Linked DNA regions of Mus musculus: regions 1, 2, 4 and 5 are each linked to region 3. Evidence: chromatin contacts called from public Hi-C and HiChIP or PLAC-seq data. All regions are on one chromosome and are shown on one strand. The core of a region is the stretch at or near the end of the contact, and the rest is flanking DNA. Distances in the headings are between cores, read along the strand shown.

What was found. Hi-C and Micro-C count contacts between places; a contact is called where the count stands out from the background. HiChIP or PLAC-seq counts read pairs in DNA pulled down with a chosen protein or histone mark.
Region 1: a Hi-C map of bone marrow-derived macrophages shows a contact between it and region 3, with 16 read pairs. The contact joins two enhancer-like sites. A contact is called at or near these places in 8 of 15 datasets of contacts at CTCF or cohesin (CD8 T cells, the NIH/3T3 cell line, embryonic stem cells and 4 more), 13 of 484 Hi-C or Micro-C datasets (the G1E-ER4 cell line, Sertoli cells, bone marrow-derived macrophages and 6 more), 4 of 115 datasets of contacts at active chromatin or transcription factors (Th17 cells, embryonic stem cells, large pre-B cells and 1 more) and 2 of 9 other capture datasets (embryonic stem cells and liver).
Region 2: a contact with region 3 is called in an H3K4me3 HiChIP or PLAC-seq map of bone marrow-derived macrophages, with 5 times the contacts expected there. The contact joins the promoter of Eps8l1 here to the enhancer-like site in region 3. A contact is called at or near these places in 17 of 39 promoter capture datasets (the 3T3-L1 cell line, 3T3-L1-derived adipocytes, the C10 cell line and 9 more), 4 of 15 datasets of contacts at CTCF or cohesin (embryonic stem cells, large pre-B cells and stem cell-derived epiblast-like cells), 5 of 484 Hi-C or Micro-C datasets (Sertoli cells, cerebral cortex and embryonic stem cells), 7 of 115 datasets of contacts at active chromatin or transcription factors (bone marrow-derived macrophages, embryonic stem cells and stem cell-derived neural progenitor cells) and 3 of 9 other capture datasets (adipose tissue, embryonic stem cells and liver).
Region 4: a contact with region 3 is called in an H3K4me3 HiChIP or PLAC-seq map of bone marrow-derived macrophages, with 2.6 times the contacts expected there. The contact joins the promoter of Tfpt here to the enhancer-like site in region 3. A contact is called at or near these places in 6 of 39 promoter capture datasets (the 3T3-L1 cell line, the HPC-7 cell line, HPC-7-derived erythroid cells and 4 more), 1 of 115 datasets of contacts at active chromatin or transcription factors (bone marrow-derived macrophages) and 2 of 9 other capture datasets (embryonic stem cells and pancreatic islet).
Region 5: an H3K4me3 HiChIP or PLAC-seq map of bone marrow-derived macrophages shows a contact between it and region 3, with 4 times the contacts expected there. The contact joins two enhancer-like sites. A contact is called at or near these places in 18 of 39 promoter capture datasets (the 3T3-L1 cell line, 3T3-L1-derived adipocytes, the C10 cell line and 11 more), 2 of 15 datasets of contacts at CTCF or cohesin (large pre-B cells and pro-B cells), 3 of 484 Hi-C or Micro-C datasets (the G1E-ER4 cell line, the HPC-7 cell line and pre-B cells), 5 of 115 datasets of contacts at active chromatin or transcription factors (bone marrow-derived macrophages and embryonic stem cells) and 3 of 9 other capture datasets (embryonic stem cells, liver and macrophages).

The regions. Positions count from the first base shown.
Region 1 is chr7:4,426,170-4,429,803 of GRCm38.p6, forward strand. It overlaps Rdh13 (retinol dehydrogenase 13 (all-trans and 9-cis)), which reads right to left. Exons shown (of 7, transcript NM_175372.4): 7 at 1-1,633. The coding sequence ends at 1,389. Among named protein-coding and RNA genes, the nearest start is that of Rdh13, 18 kb to the right of the region's middle. Within about 2 kb of position 1,297, at least 196 of the 459 cell types and tissues checked have an H3K27ac peak or open chromatin away from gene starts, as enhancers often do. A contact at or near this core is called in bone marrow-derived macrophages, where this site is marked.
Region 2 is chr7:4,457,959-4,461,978 of GRCm38.p6, forward strand. Eps8l1 (EPS8-like 1) reads left to right here and starts at 2,739. Exons shown (of 20, transcript NM_001374622.1): 1 at 2,739-3,066. The coding sequence starts at 2,921. It also overlaps a transcript of Rdh13 not described here.
Region 3 is chr7:4,032,053-4,035,717 of GRCm38.p6, forward strand. The region is part of intron 2 of Lair1 (leukocyte-associated Ig-like receptor 1); the gene reads right to left. Among named protein-coding and RNA genes, the nearest start is that of Lair1, 29 kb to the right of the region's middle. Within about 2 kb of position 2,394, at least 2 of the 459 cell types and tissues checked have an H3K27ac peak or open chromatin away from gene starts, as enhancers often do. A contact at or near this core is called in bone marrow-derived macrophages, where this site is marked.
Region 4 is chr7:3,627,670-3,631,351 of GRCm38.p6, forward strand. Tfpt (TCF3 (E2A) fusion partner) reads right to left here and starts at 2,260. Exons shown (of 6, transcript NM_001290381.1): 1 at 1,883-2,260; 2 at 1,159-1,417. The coding sequence starts at 1,905. It overlaps Prpf31 (pre-mRNA processing factor 31), which reads left to right and starts at 2,316. Exons shown (of 14, transcript NM_027328.4): 1 at 2,316-2,387; 2 at 2,889-3,073; 3 at 3,176-3,236. The coding sequence starts at 2,897. It overlaps Gm15927 (a long non-coding RNA gene), which reads right to left. Exons shown (of 6, transcript XR_003946711.1): 6 at 3,402-3,682.
Region 5 is chr7:4,524,530-4,528,180 of GRCm38.p6, forward strand. It overlaps Dnaaf3 (dynein, axonemal assembly factor 3), which reads right to left. Exons shown (of 12, transcript NM_001033548.3): 5 at 3,424-3,581; 6 at 2,913-3,095; 7 at 2,565-2,690; 8 at 2,338-2,460; 9 at 1,885-2,002. Among named protein-coding and RNA genes, the nearest start is that of Tnni3, 3.8 kb to the left of the region's middle. Within about 2 kb of position 1,977, at least 294 of the 459 cell types and tissues checked have an H3K27ac peak or open chromatin away from gene starts, as enhancers often do. A contact at or near this core is called in bone marrow-derived macrophages, where this site is marked.

The DNA.
Region 1 (3,634 bases), core at 47-2,546, 390 kb after region 3:
TGCCACTACCCCTAACATGTTACTGTAATCAAACAACAAGCTTAAGAGTCTACAGTTAAAATTACACAGGAATTGGAGAGATCCTGATCCTAGGTCACGCTGGTTTTCTGTGGCAGCAGCTAGCAGCTTTTCATCCCACTCTGTCCTGAGCACTTCGGGGCTAACCAAGACAGGGTCTGCCAGGGTTTCCACTGGATCACAGCCACTGTCCAGCACACAAGGTGTCCACGGCTGCCCTTTCTGAGTCTGGCGAGAGCTTCAGACCCACACCATCCTTAAGGGAGCAGTGACCCTTTGCAGTTTGCAATCAAGAGCTGTCTGGTTCATTTGGTTGTCAACCTGACATTCGTAAAAGACAGAGAGAGACCCTCATGTGAAGAGCTGCTTAGACCAGACTGTCCTGAGGGATTGTCTGTGGAGCATTTTCTTGATTGCTAGCTGATGTAGGAGGTAGACGCCCACTGTGGATGGTGCCATCCTTGGACAGGTAGGCCTGCACAGGTACCTGGGACAGGCATAGTAATACATGCCTTTAATTCCAGGCATGGCAGATCTCTGTGAGTTCAAGGCCAGCCTAGTCTACATAGCAAGTTCCAGGAAGGCCAGGGTTACAAAGTGAGACCCTCTCTGTAAAAAAAAAAAAAAAAAAAAAAAAGATAATAATAATAATAATAAAAATAAAAGCAAGGTACCTGACATATGCCTGTGAGCACACCTCCATTGGTATCTGCTTCAAGTTACTGTCCTGAGTTCCTGCCCTGGCTTGCCTCTTCCATGATAAACTATAACCTGTGAGTTAAATAAGCCCTTTTTCTCCCCAGGTTGATTTTGGTCATGGTGTTTATCACAGCAACAGAAAGCAAACTAGAACAACAGCCAAGTCAGAGAGGAGGCAGGAGTATATAAGGGCCCACAAAAATCTATAGCTATGCCTGCTCTTTAACAGTAGACCAATCAGTCCACCACAGCAGCTTTGGTGTCCACTGTCTTTGGACACTGCCCATAACCAGAGTGACTGTCTCCCCTATCAGCCTCCCCTTTTAGATTCCTAAAGGAGGCACCTGATGGACCATCTCCCCAGTAACCAACAGAGTACATGGACCTGCCATCCCCTGAGCCAGTGCCTACCTGTGGTCCAACTCAATGTAGCCAGCTAACGATAAATGCTAGAACTAACATTGCCACCTAGAGGATGATGAGGGCATAGCAGCCAGCATCCACAGACTTGAGTTCTAACAGTGCAACACTGTCCCTAAAGGATGATGAGGACATGGCAGCCAACATCCACAGTCTTGAGATTCTAATAGTACCAATACTGCCCCTAGAGGATGATGAGAGCATGGCCAGCAGCAGTCTTGGTAACACAGCTCCATCTGGGTCTCTGAAGGTTATCTGGGAATGGCATGTCCTCTCCCAGGGGATCCATGAGCCATGGCCAAGCCCACCAAACGGGCACTTTCCGTCCAAAGTCTGCGGGCTACTTCCTCATCTTCAGCCTCAGGAGATGGAGCCTTCTCTCTGAGTCCATCAAAGTACTTCCCCGAAACATTCTCCAGTTCTTCTGCCACGGCCAGATATGTGCTGGGCTGGGCCGCCAGCTGGGGACTCTTGAACAGCAGCCAGAAGAAGGGCCCTACAATCAACCACAGAACAGTCAAAAATAAAAATCCCCTGCTCCACCCTCAGGGAACCCAAAACCCAGCCTTGGAGGCTGGAAGCTGCCCTGAAGTCCCAGGGAACCTACCTCCAGGCCTTTGTGTCTGCAGTTCTCTCTACCTAAATGGCCCGTCCCAGGCAACACCCCACAAATTCCTCCAAAAGGAGAGATGAATCCAAAAGCGGCCTCCTATAGGAAGCCTCCCTGAGTGTTCCCAGAAAAATGAAAGCACATTTTCCTCTATTCTATGTATTGTTCCTAGAAATAATCTTTTCCTCTCAGGCAGGGCATGTGTCTCAGGCAGAGCATGTGTCTCAGGCAGGGCATGTGTCTCAGGCAGGGCATGTGTCTCAGGCAGGGCATGTGTCTCAGGCAGGGCATGTGTCTCAGGCAGGGCATGTGTCTCAGGCAGGGCATGTGTCTCAGGCAGAGCATGTGTCTCAGGCAGGGCATGTGTCTCAGGCAGAGCATGTGTCTCAGGCAGGGCATGTGTCTCAGGCAGGGCATGTGTCTCAGGCAGGGCATGTGTCTCAGGCAGGGCATGTGTCTCAGGCAGGGCATGTGTCTCAGGCAGGGCATGTGTCTCAGGCAGGGCATGTGTCTCAGGCAGGGCATGTGTCTCAGGCAGGGGCATGTGTCTCAGGCAGGGCATGTGTCTCAGGCAGGGCATGTGTCTCAGGCAGGGCATGTGTCTCAGGCAGGGCATGTGTCTCAGGCAGGGCATGTGTAGTCCAGGTTGGCCCTGACCTCAACTCCCTATACAGCCAAAGATGAACTTAAATTCCTTCCCTCTGCCTCTATGTGCAGAGTGCTGGGAGGCAAATCCCAGTGTTTGATTTTATGTGGTGCTGGAGATCAACCCCAGGGCTCCAGAAAGATAGCCAAGCAGTTCGCCAACTGAGCGACATCTCCAGCCCTCGATTCTGTGGTCTTCTCACGCTAAAATTCTTAATACATGCCCACTAAGTGACTCGGGCATTATGAATGCCTGCCACAGTGCTCTGTTGACTCAGACTACATTCTTGTACTTCTTCTCTCACACCGTTGATCCCAACCGCAGCCTCTCCTCCCTTCACTCTCCCAGTTTGCCTTCCTGCTTTCCCTCTCCCTCAGATCCACTCCTCCTCTATTTCCCTTCAGGAAAGAGCGGGCCTCCCAGGAATATCAACCGAACACAGCATAACAAGACACACTAAGACTAGGCACAATTCCACATGAGCTGCACAACCATAGCATACACAGAGGACCTAGCACAGACCTGTGCAGGCTTGGTGATAGCTGCTTCAGTCTCTGTGAATGAGCCCTACTTAGTTGATTCTGTGGGCCGTGTTCTCCTGGTACTCTCAATCCTGCTGGCTCCTACAACTCTTTCTCCCCCTCTTCTCTGGGATTCCCAAGCTTCAAGAGAAGTGATCCCATGACGCTTTTCAACTGAAGCTCTCTCCACCTAATGTTTGGCTGTGGGTCAGACTAGAGTCTTGGCCAGACACTGTGCAGAGCAATTTATGGGCATACTCGGCTGATTTTCCCAGTGACTGTGAGGGTAGACCCATCATGGACCTGACACTAATACTCAATGCAACAAGCATGGCGAGGCATGTCCGTGATCCTAGCACTCAGGAAGTAGAGGCAGGAGGATCAAAATCTGGTCTATACAGTAAGAGGCTATTAAAACTAGGAGGTGTGGGCTGAAGAGATGGCTCAGTGGTTAAGAGCACTGATGCTCTTCCGAAGGTCCTGAGTTCAAATCCCAGTCACCACACGGTGGCTCACAACCATCCGTAATGAGATCTGACGCCCTTTTCTAGTGCGTCTGAAGATAGCTACAGTGTACTTAGATATAATAATAAATAAATCTTTAGGCCGGAGCGAGCAGAGGTCCTGAGTTCAAATTCCCAGCAACCACATGATGGCTCACAACCATCAGTACAGCTATAGTGTACTCATATATATACATTAAATAAATAAATAAATAAA
Region 2 (4,020 bases), core at 1,489-3,988, 430 kb after region 3:
ATAGGAATCTGACACAATATTAAGGGGTTTTAAAAAGGTTTTTAAAACTTCTAAGACCACTAAACATTCTACCACTTGAGGTGAATTTTCATTATATTGTTTGGATACCACTTTACCATTAGCCACATAGGCACCTATGCCAGTTTTTGATCCATCAGTATATACCACAATCCCATTTTTAAGTGGGTTTCTTACTGTTATTTGTGGAAACACAACAGATTGATTTTGGGCAAACTGTAAGATTGGATGTTTTGGATAATGGTTATCTATTTTTCCTGAAAAGGAGGTAACTAAAACTGCCCAATCATTAGATGCGGCTGCCAAGGTTTGAACCTGTGCAGCGGTATAAGGTACAATTAAAAGATATGGACTTTGCCCAAAGTGGGTGATTGCTGCTTTTAGGCCTTTAAGGGCAAGCTGTGCAATTGCATCAGGATACCAATCTATTATTTTAGCTGGGGATACGTTTGGATGGATCCACAACAATGGCCCATTCTGCCACAAAACTGCAGTTGGCAATTGTGCTGTCTTAAAGACACACAAACTGAAAGGCTGCGAATCCTCAATACGTTGTAATTGTGCATTCTGTAAGGCCTTTTCCACTTTTTGTAAGGCCTGGTTAGCAGCTAGAGTAAGAGTCCTAGGGGAGGAGATATGAGGATCTCCTTCTAAAATACTAAACAAAGGCCTTAACTCAGCGGAAGGAATCTTTAAAAAAGGTCTGAGCCAATTAATATCTCCCAACAGCTTTTGAAAATCATTTAAGGTATGGAGGTGATCTCTTCTTATCTCTACCTTTTGGGGCACAATCTTATCTGGGGACACCACAGAGCCCAAGAATTGTCCTGTATCAGAAATTTGGACCTTTTCTGTGGCTATCTGTAAACCCCACTGACTTAAAGTTTTAAGTAGAAAAGGATATGCCTTTTGTAGCATGGTAAGGTCTTTATGGCACAGGAGGATGTCATCCATGTAAAGGAGCAAAATTAAAGAGGGGAATTGTTCCCTCACTGGCAAAAGAGCTTCTTGTACATAAAGTTGACACATAGTAGGACTATTGGACATTCCCTGTGGTAAGACCTTCCATTGATACCTCTTATCAGGTTTAGCAGAATAAGCTCTCTGACCCGTTAACAAGTCAAAAGTCCAATCTCTCTGCTCTGGAGTTAAAGCAGCAGCGTTTGCTCGGGCCTGCGCCTGTGCCGCCTCCTGCCACAGAGCTCGCCATTCCACATATTTGGCCATACTAGGGAGAGCGGCTTTTGCAATCATTTGCCAGTCGGCAGGAGTCAGTGCCACGCCGGCAAGCCTGTCCAACTGCACCAAGGCAAAATTAGCATTGATTCCATATTTAATCTGCACATATTCTACCGGAGCGTGGACACGCCCACCCTCGGCTCCTTCAAAGACTGGAAATGCCTGTTGTATTTTTCTTTGTTCCTCTCGGGGAATGAATGAGTCTGCGCACTGCCTCTCTGCGCATTGCTGACGCACTACGGGCTGACGCACTACGCAGGGCGGGGACTCCGCATAGGGCGGGAGTGCACCTGGTAGCCGATTGCCCTGAGGCCAATTAGCAAACTGGCCTTCGCCAGCCGCTTTTGGCTTTTTCCTTAAATGACTAGTTAGCACTTTACTTGGCGGCTGGTATCCTTTTCTTTCATAATGAGCCGCTTTTTTCTCCCAGTCTGTTTCCTCAGAGGAGGATTCTTCACTTGCTTCAGAGTTACTAAGAGCTGGCTTCCTGAGCTCATCTAGTGACGAGTATCTCCTAGAGACCTCCGCTAATTGATCTTTTTTCTTTTCTTTTTTCTTTTTCTTCCTTCTAATCTCTCCCCAGGTATTCCTACCTGACCTTAACTTTTCCTCGGGTTCAAGACCCTTGGAAAGGCCTGTATACTTACCGTTTCTCCTTGCTCCTACTCTCTCTCCCCGCTTTACTTCTGATAGACTGTCCTGAATTTCCTCTAGAATTTTCAGCCCTATCTTAAGCACTATATAACATGTGAAAAGGAACAAAAGGGCTCCTAACACCAGAAAAAATTCAAGGCCAAACCTAACTTGTAAAGCCATTTTCCACTTTACTTCTGATAGACTGTCTTGAATTTCCTTAGAAAGTTCAAGATCAGACTTACCTCGTTCCCCAGCTGAAAAGTTCTGAATTCATACAGTTGAATCCTTCTTAACAGTCTGCTTTACGGGAACCTTTATCACCGTCGTTCCCCAGCTGATGAGTTCTGAATTCGGCAGTTGAATCCTTCTCAACAGTCTGTGTTACGGGAACCTTATAACCTTGATTCGCAGTTCTGGTTCTGGAATGAAGTATCCCTCCTGCGCCAGTCCGGAGTTTTTTCTCGTCCCGGATTTTCTCGTCCCGGAATTCGGCACCAATTGTTATTCGACGCGTTCTCACGACCGGCCAGGAAGAACACAACAACCAGAATCTTCTACGGCAAAGCTTTATTGCTTACATCTTATGGGGCCAGAGCGTAAGAAGCAAGAGAGAGCGAAGCAAGAGAGAGAGAAAACGAAACCCCTTTCCTCTTTAAAGAGAACAACAATTGCCTCGGACGCATCACTCCCTGATTGGCTGCAGCCCATGGCCGAGCTGACGTTCACGGGAAAAACAGAGTACAAGTAGTCGTAAATACCCTTGGCTCATGCGCAGATTATTTGTTTACCAACTTAGAACACAGGATGTCAGCGCCATCTTGTGACGGCGAATGTGGGGGCGGCTTCCCACACCCACCCTCCCTGATAACCAGCCACAGTCCCCCTTAACTGTGAGCTTGATTTTTCTCCCCTGGAAGGATTTCCTCGTTGGAGGGGTATGAGTTCGGAGTCGGGAGGGTAGAGATAAGAAAGGTGACAAGGGTCAGTACATCAAGGCCCTACATTTGATACTTCAGAAGGACTCTCAATGCAAAAGAGGAAAATTCCACCTCCTGAACTACAGCGAGCCAGGGCGGACACAGGGTGGGGAATTATCAGCTTCGCTGGAGGCCCAGCATGGCTGAATGAGCAGGCATGGGGCTGGAAAGACTTCTTCAGGGAGAGAGTCCTCAGGTGAGTTTCGTCCACCCTGTGAGGCTGAGTCAGGATAGCCACAGGTGGGAGCCTCGCTTGACTTTGGGAGCCAAAGCTACAGTTAAGAGAGAGGGAGGGAGGGAGGGGTTTTCCTCTGCTGCCAAGAAAGGAGGAAAAACCTCTGCTCTGGAATGAGGGTGGAGAGTCAGGTTTCAGGGTTACCTGTACTGCACACAACCAGAAGTAGCAGCAGAAGGACCGGAGAGTAGGGTGGACAGTGGGTGGGACTCCTCCTTGTTCTCTCTTCAAAGAGAAGAAAGGTTCAGACCTCCTCCCTCAGACTCAGAAGTCCAGCCCCAGCCCTCCTCCCTCAGACCTGAGAGTCCAGACCTCAGCCCTCCTCCCTCAGAGTCCACAATCCATTCCTCCTCTCTCAGACCCAGGAGTCCAGCCCACAACCCTCCTCTCTCAGACCCAGGAGTCCAGCCCACAACCCTCCTCTCTCAGACCCAGGAGTTTGCCCCCAGCCCCCTTTTTCATATCCAGAAGCCTGCCTCTCTCAGACTCATAAGAGGCTCTGAACTCCAGCCCTCCTCCCTCAGACCCTGAAATCAGGCTCCTGAGGTCACAACCAATAACTTTCTCAGACAACTTTTCTCCCTATACATAACGAAGGGGCCTCGGCTCAGCCAGACCCTTTGTGATTGTGTCTCGGGTTGGGTTCCTGAGTCCTCCTGTGTTGGCTTCACACTCTGAGCCTGGGTTGTTTCTCCAGCCATGTGGTTCATGATCATCTATACCTTCCTTCAAACTCTTGTACATACACAATAGCTCAGAAAGAAACATTGTGACATGGTAAGAACATTAGCAGGAGCCAAAAAACCAAAAAACAGTATGGATGGCCTATCCCTGTTTGTAGCATAAGTGTGAGGCCCTTATTGCTGGGTATGTGGTCTTCCCTGAGACCCCAGGTCCCCTCCTCCCTGCCATCAT
Region 3 (3,665 bases), core at 1,144-3,643:
ACAAACTCAGAGAAACTGAACAATTCCCTACTGAATGACTTTGGTGTCAAGACATAAACAAAGATAGAATTAAAATCTTCCTGGAACCTAATGAAAATGAATGTACAACATACCCAACTGTATGGAACATAACGAAAGTAGTGCTAAAAGAGGAAAGTTCATTGCAAAAAGTGCCTTCATAAAAAAACTGAGAGAGGAACTGAAAAATGGATCAGCAGTTAAGAGCATTCCAGAGGAATACCTGGCACCTTAATGGCAACTCACAACTGTCTATAAATCCAAGATCTGACATCTTCACACAGACATACATTCAGATAAAACACTACTGCATATAAGATAGAAAATAAACAAATTATTTTTTAAAAATGAGTGTCCTTAAAAAAAAAAAAAAGAAGAAAGAAAGAGAGCTGTATGGTGGCACAAGTCTTTAATCACAGAGACAGGTAGATTTCTGTGAGTTCAAGGCCAGCTTGGTCTACAGAGAGAGTTCTGGGAAAGCCAGTGCTGCACAGAGAAACCCTGTCTTTAGAATCAAGAAAGAAAAAGAGAGAGAAAGAACTTGGAAAGATTTCATACTAGCAACTTAACAGCATACCTGAAAGCTCTAGAAGAAAAAGAAGCAAACACACCCAAGAGGAGTAGATGAAAGGAAATAAGGTGAGAGCTGAAATCAGTAAATTAGAAACAAAGAGAATAAAACAAAGAATCAAAATTTTTAAAGTTTTTTTTTGAGAAAAATCAATAGATAGACAGACCCTCGTCCAATCTAACTAAAAGACAAAGAGAGAATATTCAAATTAACAAAATCAGAAAGGAAAGGGGAGACATAACAACAGACACCAAGGAAATTCAAATAATAATTAGGTCATACTTCAGAAGCTTATACTCCATAAAATTGGAAAATCTAAAAGAAATAGGCAATTTCCTTGATAAATACCGCTTACCAAAGTTAAATTAAGATCAGATAAACAATTTAAATTGACCTATAATCCCTAAGGAAATAGAAAGTCATTAAAATCTCCCAATTGGAAAAATAAATAAATCCCAGGGCCCTACCAGAGAACTCTGACAGCTGATAAACACCTTCAGCAAAGTGGCTAGATATAAGAACCACTCCAAGGGGGGGGGGGCACCAGTAACCCTTCTGTACACAAATAACAAATGGGCTAAGAAAGAAACTATGGAAAAAATACCTTTCAAAATAGTTACAAATAATGTATCTTGCAGTATCTCTAACCAAGCAAGTGACAGACTAGTATGACAAGAATGTCAAGTCTTTGAAGAAAGAAATTGAAGAAGATATCAGAAGATGGAAAGATCTCCCATACTCAGGGATTGGTAGGATTGACATAATAAAAATGGCCTTCTTACCAAAAGCAATCTACAAATTCAACATAAATTCTATCAAAATTCCAAAACAATTCTTTACAGACTTTGAAGGAAAAATGCTGAACTCATTATTGGAGAAACAGAAAGGAAAAAATAACTAAAGAAATTCTATGCAACAAAAAAATCTTCTAGAGGTATCACCATCTTTGATCTCAAGCTGTAATACAAAACTGCATGGTGTTGGCATAAAAACAGACATATTATTTTTATCAGTGGAATCAAGTCAAAGAAATAGAAGAAAATCCATTTACCTATGCACATATGATTTTTTATAAAGGAGCCAGAAATATACAATGAAAAAAGAAAGCATTTTCAACAATTGGTGCTGATCTAACCAGATATTGGCATGTAGAAGAAGGCAGATAAATCCATATCTATTACCCTGCACAAAAACAAACTCCAAATGAATTAAATACCTAAAGATAAAACCACATTCATTAAACCAGATAGAACAGAAAATGGGGGATAGCCTTGAAGGCACTGGCACAGGAAACAAATTCCTGACTAGAACACCAATAGCACAGGCACTGAGATAACAACTAATAAATGGGACCTCATGAAACTGAAAGCTTCTGTAAGGCAAAGGACACTATCAATGGGACAAAACTGGAGCCCACAGAATGGGAAAGGGTTGTCACCACCTCCACATCTGACAGAGAGCTAATATCCAAAATAATTAAAGAATTCAAGAAAACAGACATCAATAAGTTAAATAATCCAATTAGAAAATAGGGTACAGATTTAATAAGAGAATTCTCAACAGAGAAATATCAAATTGCTGAGAGGCACTGACAAAAATGTTCTACATCCCTAGCCACCAGGGAAATGCAAATCAAAACAAATTTGAGATTCTAGGTTATACATGTCACAATGGCTAGGATCAACAACCCAAGGAATAGGGCAAAGATGTAGAGCAAGGGAAACACTTCTCCATTGTTGGTGGGAATGGAAATTTATACAGCCACTATGTTTATAGCAAGCAGCTTTATTCATACTAGCCAGAAACTGGAACCAACCTAGATGTTGCTCAACTGGTGAACGGAAAAAGAAAATATGGTATTATACACAATGGAGTATTAGTCAGTGGTTAAAAATAATGGCTTCTTGAAGTTTGTATGCTACATAGATAGAAGTAGAAAAAACATCATCCTGAGTGAGGTAACCCAGACCCAGAAAAACAAACATATTATATATTCACTTATAAGTGGATTTATCTGTAAACTAAAAGACAATCATCTATAGCCCACAGACCCAGAGAGTTTAAATGACAAGGGGGCTTCATGGGAGGATGAAAAGATATCCCTGAGGAAGGGAAATAGATTTCACAGGTGGACAGGAGCAATTGGGACCAGGAGGGACCAGGTGGGGGAGTAGGGGAAAAATACTGGGAAACTGAAATGGAATCGGGGAAAGGGCATTTCGGAGGCATGGTTTTTATGCTATGTTTGTATGATGTCCCTGGGAGGCCTGATATTTTCTTAGGGGAGGCAGTTGGTGTGTCTGGGAAAGGGAAGACACAGGGAAGGAAGAAAGGGGAAACTGCAATCGAAACTCCATGGGATCTACTTGAGCAAACCTAACAACGATTCCTATTAATGGGGCACACAGAGCCTGAACCAGCCATGTGTTATAACCAGGTAGGGCCTCTGGTGGAAGGACTGAAATACCAATCCAACCATAAAACCCTCCACCTACAGTTTGTCTGAAAGTGTGTTGGTACTGGAGCCTAGCAGAATCATTATCAAAGAGACCAGAGAGACTTCATCCAGCAACTGATGGGAGCAGATGCAGAATCCCACAGCCAAACAGTAGAAAGAGCTTGGGGAGTCCTTTAGAGGAGGGAGAGGAAATATTGGAGGAAGCAGAAAACTCAAAGACACCACAGGAACATGGCACACAGAAACAACGGACTGAGACTCATGGAGTCTAGCAGAGATCATGGAGCCTGTAGGGTCTGATCTAGCTAATTGATGATAGATAGATAGATAGATAGATAGATAGATAGATAGATAGATAGAGATATAGAGAGAGATAAAGATAGATATATACAACATAATATATCTATATGCAAATATATAGATACATATAGCTATAGATATTGACTATGAGTAACTTGATGTTCTTGTGGGACTCCTAACAGTGGTAACTGAGGCTTTTGTTCCTGATTCTTTGCCTGCTAGTGGGATCCCTTTCTTCCTACTGGGTTGCCTTGTCCAGCATTGATGTGATGGAATGTCTCTGGTCTTATTGCAGCTCATTATGCTATGTTTGTATGA
Region 4 (3,682 bases), core at 1,010-3,509, 400 kb before region 3:
TACCACACTTGCTAAGCAGTGTTTAGAATCCCTTCCCAATCTCCTCAGCCTCAGCCTCTCCCTTTCCAGGACTTGCACACACCGTGTTTCAGGATGTCACCCACACCCAACAAAGATTTGTTGGAATCCTAACCCAATACTTCAAAAAGTGAGCATCATGCAAACACAGTAATGCCAGAAGCAGCCATGGCTCAACAGAAGTCACTGGTGCAGAGCCCAACCTGAACTTTGTCCTCATGAAAAGGAGAAACTGAGACACTGCCCTCCACCCCAGCCCTCCTATCACCCCCCTCCACCTCCTGTCTGTGCACTAGTTTCAAACCCCTTGCCAGCTCCCATTCATCCAAAGCGCAAATTCCAAACTTCTTCTCTGGTGTTCCTGACTTACTAAGACCTACTTACATTCTGCCCATAGCTCCTTCCTCCTTCTTACTAAGGAGGTGAACTAAAGACTCACGCGATGAGTTAATCTGAGAAAAGAAGGACCCAAGTGAGGTTCAAGAGGCAGAGTAGGCAAGCCTGGAGGTGCCTTAGGTGAGAGGCTGTGAATGAAATCTGAGAGTCACCTGTGACATACCAGAGGCAGAGTATCTGATGCTGTGATGGTTATTACTGATTTTTCAACTTGACAAGATCTAAAAATCACCTAAGAGACAAGACCCTATGCATGTCTTTGGCATGTGGGTTAATTGAGGTAGGAAGATCTACTCTAAATGTGGGCAGCACCATATCATGGGCTGGAATAAACTGAATAAAAAGGGAAAGTCAAGCTGAGTGCCAGTAGTCATCTCTCCATCTCTCTGCTTCCTGCCTATGGATGCAACATCACCAACTGTCTCATGCCCCTGACACTGTGTCTTCTCTGCCGCCACAGATCCTTAAACTCCAAGTCAATGTAAGCCTTTCCCCAAGTTGCTTTTCCCAGGTCACAACAAGAAAAGTAATGAATATAAATATTCTGGAAGAGACTACTTAGGGTGCCTGGCACAGACTTAGACCCACATGGATCTGTTCACTTGTTCAAGTACAAAAGGAAAGGGAAAAAGAAGGACATGAGGAGGAGGAGGAGGCGGTATGAGGAGGGGGTGGTGTTGGCATCGGCAGCGAGGCGGCAGTTCTGGCGAGAGGACCCCCAAATGGGAATCCACACTTACCTACCTGCTCGATCTCCCGGCAGCGCCGACCTAGTGCCTGGTACTTTCTACGATTTAGTTCCCGCTGGCGACGCCTTCGACCCCGGGCTGCCTCTTCCTCTTCATCTCGCTCCCGGAGTCCTGAATCACCCAGACCACCGGACACAAATTCCACTTCTGTCTCTAGCTCACTTTCTAGGATGTGGCCACCAAACAGGGGAGGCAGAGCCAGCTCTGAGCCTGGTGGCGCTGAGAACTCTTCAAAGCCCACGGCTGCCATGGTCCTGTAGGGCCAAGAAGTTTTAGGAGCCTATATTCTGGCTCTCCAAGTCCCTCCCAGGGGGACTTAGGTCCAGGCCCCAGCCTGGAGCCCAGATCCTAGCCCTCTCCTCCATCACACCCAGCAGCCCAGACTCTAGCCCTCCTCCCTCCTACCAAGAAGCCCAGACCCTAGCCCTTCTTGGTCACTGCCAGGGATCCAGGCCCCAGTCCTCGTCCCTAACAATGAGGAATCAGACCCTAGCCTCCTCCCTCAGACTTTGGAGCCCACACTCCAATCTCCTTGCTCTCAGATCCATAAGAACAGCAAATTCCAAATCTCCCCTACGATGCTCCAGTACTGCCTCCGGTTCTCCCACAGAGATTCGAAAAGAAAGCAACTGCACGAACTTCCCCATCGTCCCTGAGAGCACTACAGCCGATCGTTGCTGTTTTTGGAGTCCCCGTTTACACAAAGCTCAGCTACTCACCCCTCTCTCTGTTCCAACTCCATTTCTCTGGTCAAGAGACACCTCAAGCCTCAGAGAGGTGGAGTCTTGCGCAAAACTACCTCTCCCATCAGGCCTTGCGACACAGGAAAACTGGGAATTAAAGTTTCCTACTCTGCCTTCGTTTGCACCCGACTCCAAATTGCGGCTTGAAGCCTTCGGTTTATCCTCTAGCGCCTGCACCGATCGTCCACGTTGTCACCTTCTTTACTCCTGTCTTGTCGCAGTGTCGACTAGCCAAAGCGAATCTCTGTTTAGCAGGCTCAATCCACGGCGACGTACGACTTCCCCTAGCCCTAGAACCCAGCACTCCCGGTCGCCGTCCCGCGAGGCGGCTGCTAATAAAGTTGTTGTCCAAACGCTGCCGGAAATGTCGTAAACGGCCAATCAAAACACAGATTTATCGGCGGCAAGTAAACGTCATCAAAGAGAGCCGAAGCTCTGGGGAAGCAGATTTCTTGGAAACGATTGTGAGAGGATCGAAGCGGTGAGTGTGATGGAGAAGAAGGGATGGCCGGAAGCCAAGCTACTGGAGGAGAAAGTGTAGCGGGCGACTTAAATCATAGTATAAATAATAATATTAAACGTATGGAGCGCCTTAGAACTAATATTCAAGACGTGAGTGGATCACAGCATAACTTTAGGCTGAAATATGGCACGTGGGCCAGACGGGTGGAATGAAAGAACTGAAGGCAGGGTGAGGGAGCAAAGAGCCGGGTTAGGCAAAGATGAATAGTTGCTCAAAGACCCAGAGGTGTGGGGAAAAGTTGCCAGGTCAGGTGGTACCTGGAGGGATGTGCTGTGTTCTGTGTGGGTAGGAACAGGAGACAACCTCCGTGAACTAAGCAAGCTGTGGAGCCTGCGTGCGGCTACAGGAGCTGATGAAGAAGAAACTTAAGGGGATCCGGGAGAAGGTGCTCCTTCTGGTGATATGAGTGGACAGGGTCAAGATGCAGTATTAGGGAACCCCATTCTCCCTTTCCCATAGGCCTTGGGATGTCTCTGGCTGATGAGCTCTTGGCTGACCTCGAGGAGGCAGCAGAAGAAGAGGAAGGAGGAAGCTATGGAGAAGAGGAGGAGGAGCCAGCAATTGAGGATGTACAGGAGGAGACCCAGCTGGATCTTTCTGGAGATTCAGTCAAGAGCATTGCCAAGCTATGGGACAGCAAGATGGTGAGGTGGCACCCTTTAAGTCAGCGTTCCTAGGGAGGAGTGGCCGGAGAGCAGTTCTTTCTGAGAGGCCTAGTTTCTGACTGTGCTCTCCTTCCTCATCAGTTTGCTGAGATCATGATGAAGATTGAGGAGTATATCAGCAAGCAAGCCAACGTGTCGGAAGGTGCCTCCCACCCTCACTTTCCTCTGCCCATTCTGACTCCCCGACTCTCTTGCTCCTTATGGTTTTATCACCAAGTGTCTCCCTCCTCAGCTTTCCTCAGAGCATTCATTCTTCTTTTTTTTTTTAAATCCAGTTACTGACCCTCTGAAAACATACTGCATTGTACCCAGACATGATATGTGTTTATATCTCACCACTTAGGAGACTGAGGCAGCAGGTACATGAATGAGTTCAAGTCCAGTCTGGTCAGAGTCAGCCTGGGTAAAACCCTGTCTCAGAAATAGGTACATTCATGGAGTTGGAGAGATAGTTAAGAGTATCTGCTGCTCTTCCAGAGGTCTTGGGTTTAGTTCTTAGCATCCACATGGGTCATAACTATCTGTAACTCCAGTTCTTGGTGATCTGACATCTTCTGCTCTCCATGGGCATTATATATATATTATGCA
Region 5 (3,651 bases), core at 727-3,226, 490 kb after region 3:
CTGGAACTCACTCTGTAGACCAGGCTGGCCTCGAACTCAGAAATCCACCTGCCTCTGCCTTTGCCTCCCAGGTGCTGGGATTAAAGGTGTGCTCCACCACAGCCCGGCTATGAATATAAATCTTGAGAGTCAAAGAGATGTGCACACAAGTTGCAAAGAATATTGGAATTTACACTCCTTATCTGTGGAGAGCAGTGCCGAGAGCAATCGCCATTATAAGATGGCGCTGGCCTCCGCTGTGCCTAACTAGTAAACAAGCCCTGTACGCAGGTGCGAGAGTGAACTCACTCCTAGTCACTGCCCATCTCAGGGCGTAGTAGTGGGGTGATGAGCGAGCAACAAATCAGGAGCTGACATGCCATATCAGGTGCTGAAACACCATGGCTGAGGGCTATATAAGCGACTCCATTTTCTGGGGTCAGGGTCTTCCTGAGAAGTAAGCAATAAAGCTTTGCCGCAGAAGATTCCGGTTGTCCCGAGTGTGTTCTTGCCAGCGGGGACAAAAGCTTGGGATACTTATCTTCTTTTTTTCCCTCCAATTTTTTATTAGGTATTTACTTCATTTACATTTCAAATACTATCCCGAAAGTCCCCTATACCCTCGCCCCCACAATTCCCCTACCCACCCATTCCCACTTCTTGGCCCTGGCATTCCCCTGTACTGGGGCATATAAAGTTTGCAAGACCAATGGGCCTCTCTTCCCAATGATGGCCAACTAGGCCATCTTCTGCTAAAAATGCAGCTAGAGACATGAGCTCTGGGGGGTACTGGTTAGTTCATATTGTTGTTCCACCTATAGAGTTGCAGACCCTTTCAGCTCCTTGAGTCCTTTCTCTAGCTCCTTCATTGGGGGCCCTGTGATCCATCCAATAGCTGACTGTGAGCATCCACTTCTGTATTTGCCAGGCACTGGCTTAGCCTCACAAGAGACAGCTATATCAGGGTCCCTTCAGCAAAATCTTGCTGGCGTATGTAATAGTGTCTGCGTTTGGTGGCTGATTATGGGATGGACCCCCGGGTGGGGCAGTGTCTGGATGGTTCATCCTTTCATCTCAGCTCCAAACTTTGTCTCTGTAACTCCTTCCATGGGGTGTTTTGTTCCCAATTCTAAGAAGGGGCAACACTCCCTATTTTCTACTTTTGTTTTGAGTCAGGCTCTTGTAGCTGAAGATATCTGGAATTGTGACCCAAACCAGGCATTTTCTCCTGCCTCAGCCTTCTGAGTGACAGGCATTCACTGTCCACGCCCAACTTTCTTAGCCTTTTCTTTAAAGTTATTTTATTTATTTATTTATTTATTTATTTTGGTGATGGTGTGTGCCTCGGTAAGTGTGTGTAGGTCAGGTGGCAACCTTTACTGAGTCATCTCTCTCTGTCCACCATTACTTGGATCCCAGGGATAGAACTTGAGCTACAAGGCCCTGACGGCAAGCACGTCTCCTTGCTGAGCTATATTATCGACCTTCCATGTCTTTCTAGAAGCCTTCCTTTTTTTTAATCCTTTGGCTGAACTGAATTGCTGCAAATCTGGGGAGGTGGGCCCACGAGGCAGAGACCCATTTTACAGACAGGAAAGAAAGTGAATGGTCCCTTGAATGAAGGCACCTAGGGAGAGGTGAGTTAAGGACTGGAATAGAAAGAAGGACAGCCAGAATCCATGTAGGGAAAGGGTGTAGGGAGGAATGTAAAGGTTCCCAGTTAGAACTCCAGAGAGGGCTGAGAATCCTACTGGTGGGGTTCAGGGTTTGGGAAAGGGAGGACAAGAGAGAAAAAGAGAACGAATATCAACGAGAGAGCAACTGTCCAGGTATTCCAAACCAGCTCCGTCAAAGCTTGGGGAAAAAACAGTGACTATCTGCAGTTTGCAGCTGCTGGCTACCTACCATCTGGCTCGGGCGACTCTGTCTCCTCCACATTCCCCTGGATGGCTCTCGGGCCCCTCCAGGCGGCTACTTCTCGGAACAGCTCTGTGACGTTGTGCTGCGTGATCTCGCTCGCAGTCTGCGGGGAGAAAGGGGGAGGTGCAGAGGTTAGGCTTTGAACAATAGGGGTGGGTAGGGGCGGGGCTTAATGTATACAGCCAGCCCCAAACTAGAATTCCTTGTTACTTTTCCGGGGCTGGATTTAGGACTTAGTAAGAGAACTGGATCATAGCTCTCCAAGATAGGGACCAAGAAGTTGGGGACAGAGCCTGTTACTTGGATGGAGACACTGGACCAAAATAAGAGGTGGAGCTCAAAAAAGCGTTGGCGCTACTAGGCGGAAAAGGCAGGCTTGGAAGGCCGAGAACAGGAACTTGTCTGCTGGCCCTAACCCTAGCCCCACCAGGCCCACACCTTGACTGGTTGTCCGTTTCTCGTCCGTAAGAGGCTTTGGTCGTCCGCCTCGATGCCAAAAGCCATAAAGGGCCCCGTGGCGATGTCCCCCCAGTATCCGCGCGCAGCCACGCGTTCCCCACGCTGGAAAAAAACCAAAGGTATGAGATCGCAAGTGAGGTCCAAATTGGGGACCTGTACTGGTAGATACCTAAAATACGCAGTCCAGGCCTGCGGTAGACACGCACGTGGCTCAGGAGGCGACCTGATGCCAGAGTCCTGTTGGGCACATGGTAAGCACTCAAGTCTCTGAGTTCAAAGGCAACACCTGTATCCCGCCAGCGTCGGAATTCCTGGATATGGATAACTTGGGCCTGGAGTAGAGGATAGGGAAAAAGGCCCTGATTAATCTGGTATAGGAACCCCAACCTTATACCTATAGGAATTCCTCCAACTTCAAACTCCAGGGTCCAGACCTCCTTCCTCAGACCTAGGTAGGAGTTTAGACCCCCTTCCTCATATATGGGGGCGGAGTCTCCGCCCTCTTCCTTCTCTCTGGACTCAGATGCTGGCCACCTGCTTCAAAGCTTCCTCACCCCTCGATCATGCAGCTTCATGCGTAGGTCCCAGTCGGCAACACCACGCCGGGCATCGTAGCGGGAACCCAGGTAGTGGCGCAACCTCGAGTCCCAAAGGCGACTCATGGGAAAGACTTCAGGTCCCTTCTCCCCACCAGACCAGAAACGGAACACGGCCTCCAGGGCATCCCGCTCGCGGAACTGCACAGCCAGGAAAACATGGAGAGTGACAGAGACGCAGTGAGGGCTCCCCTTCCATCCCATTAGGTGGTAGTGATTATGGGGGCGGAAAAAATGAGGCACAGAGAGCAAAGTCTCCCCTAACCCTAGGCCACAGTAGTGGGAGTTACAGAGGTGGAATTGTGGAATTAGGACACACACACACACACACACACACACACACACACACACACGCCAGCCTGCTCCAGCCCCTCAATTCCTCTGAACTGCTCATTTCCATTCTTCCTGCAGCCACCCAAATTTCAAGCAAATTCCACTTCCCTCCAACAAAGGTGGGCAGCTGTGGCACCTTGAGCAGCCGAAGACTAAGCCAGGGTAGTTGCTCCTCCAGGCGATCAGGCTCCAGGACCAGATTAGCCAGGTGGCTAGCCTGAGCGCGCAGGAAGGCAGCTACCGAGGGTCGCAGCAGCGCGTTCCCCCACAGCTCCAGGAAGGTCTCACTCCGCTCTGGAGGAGGGAAGGATGAAACAGGGAGGGAGACTTGACAAACTGCACCAATCCAGGAACTGCAACCACC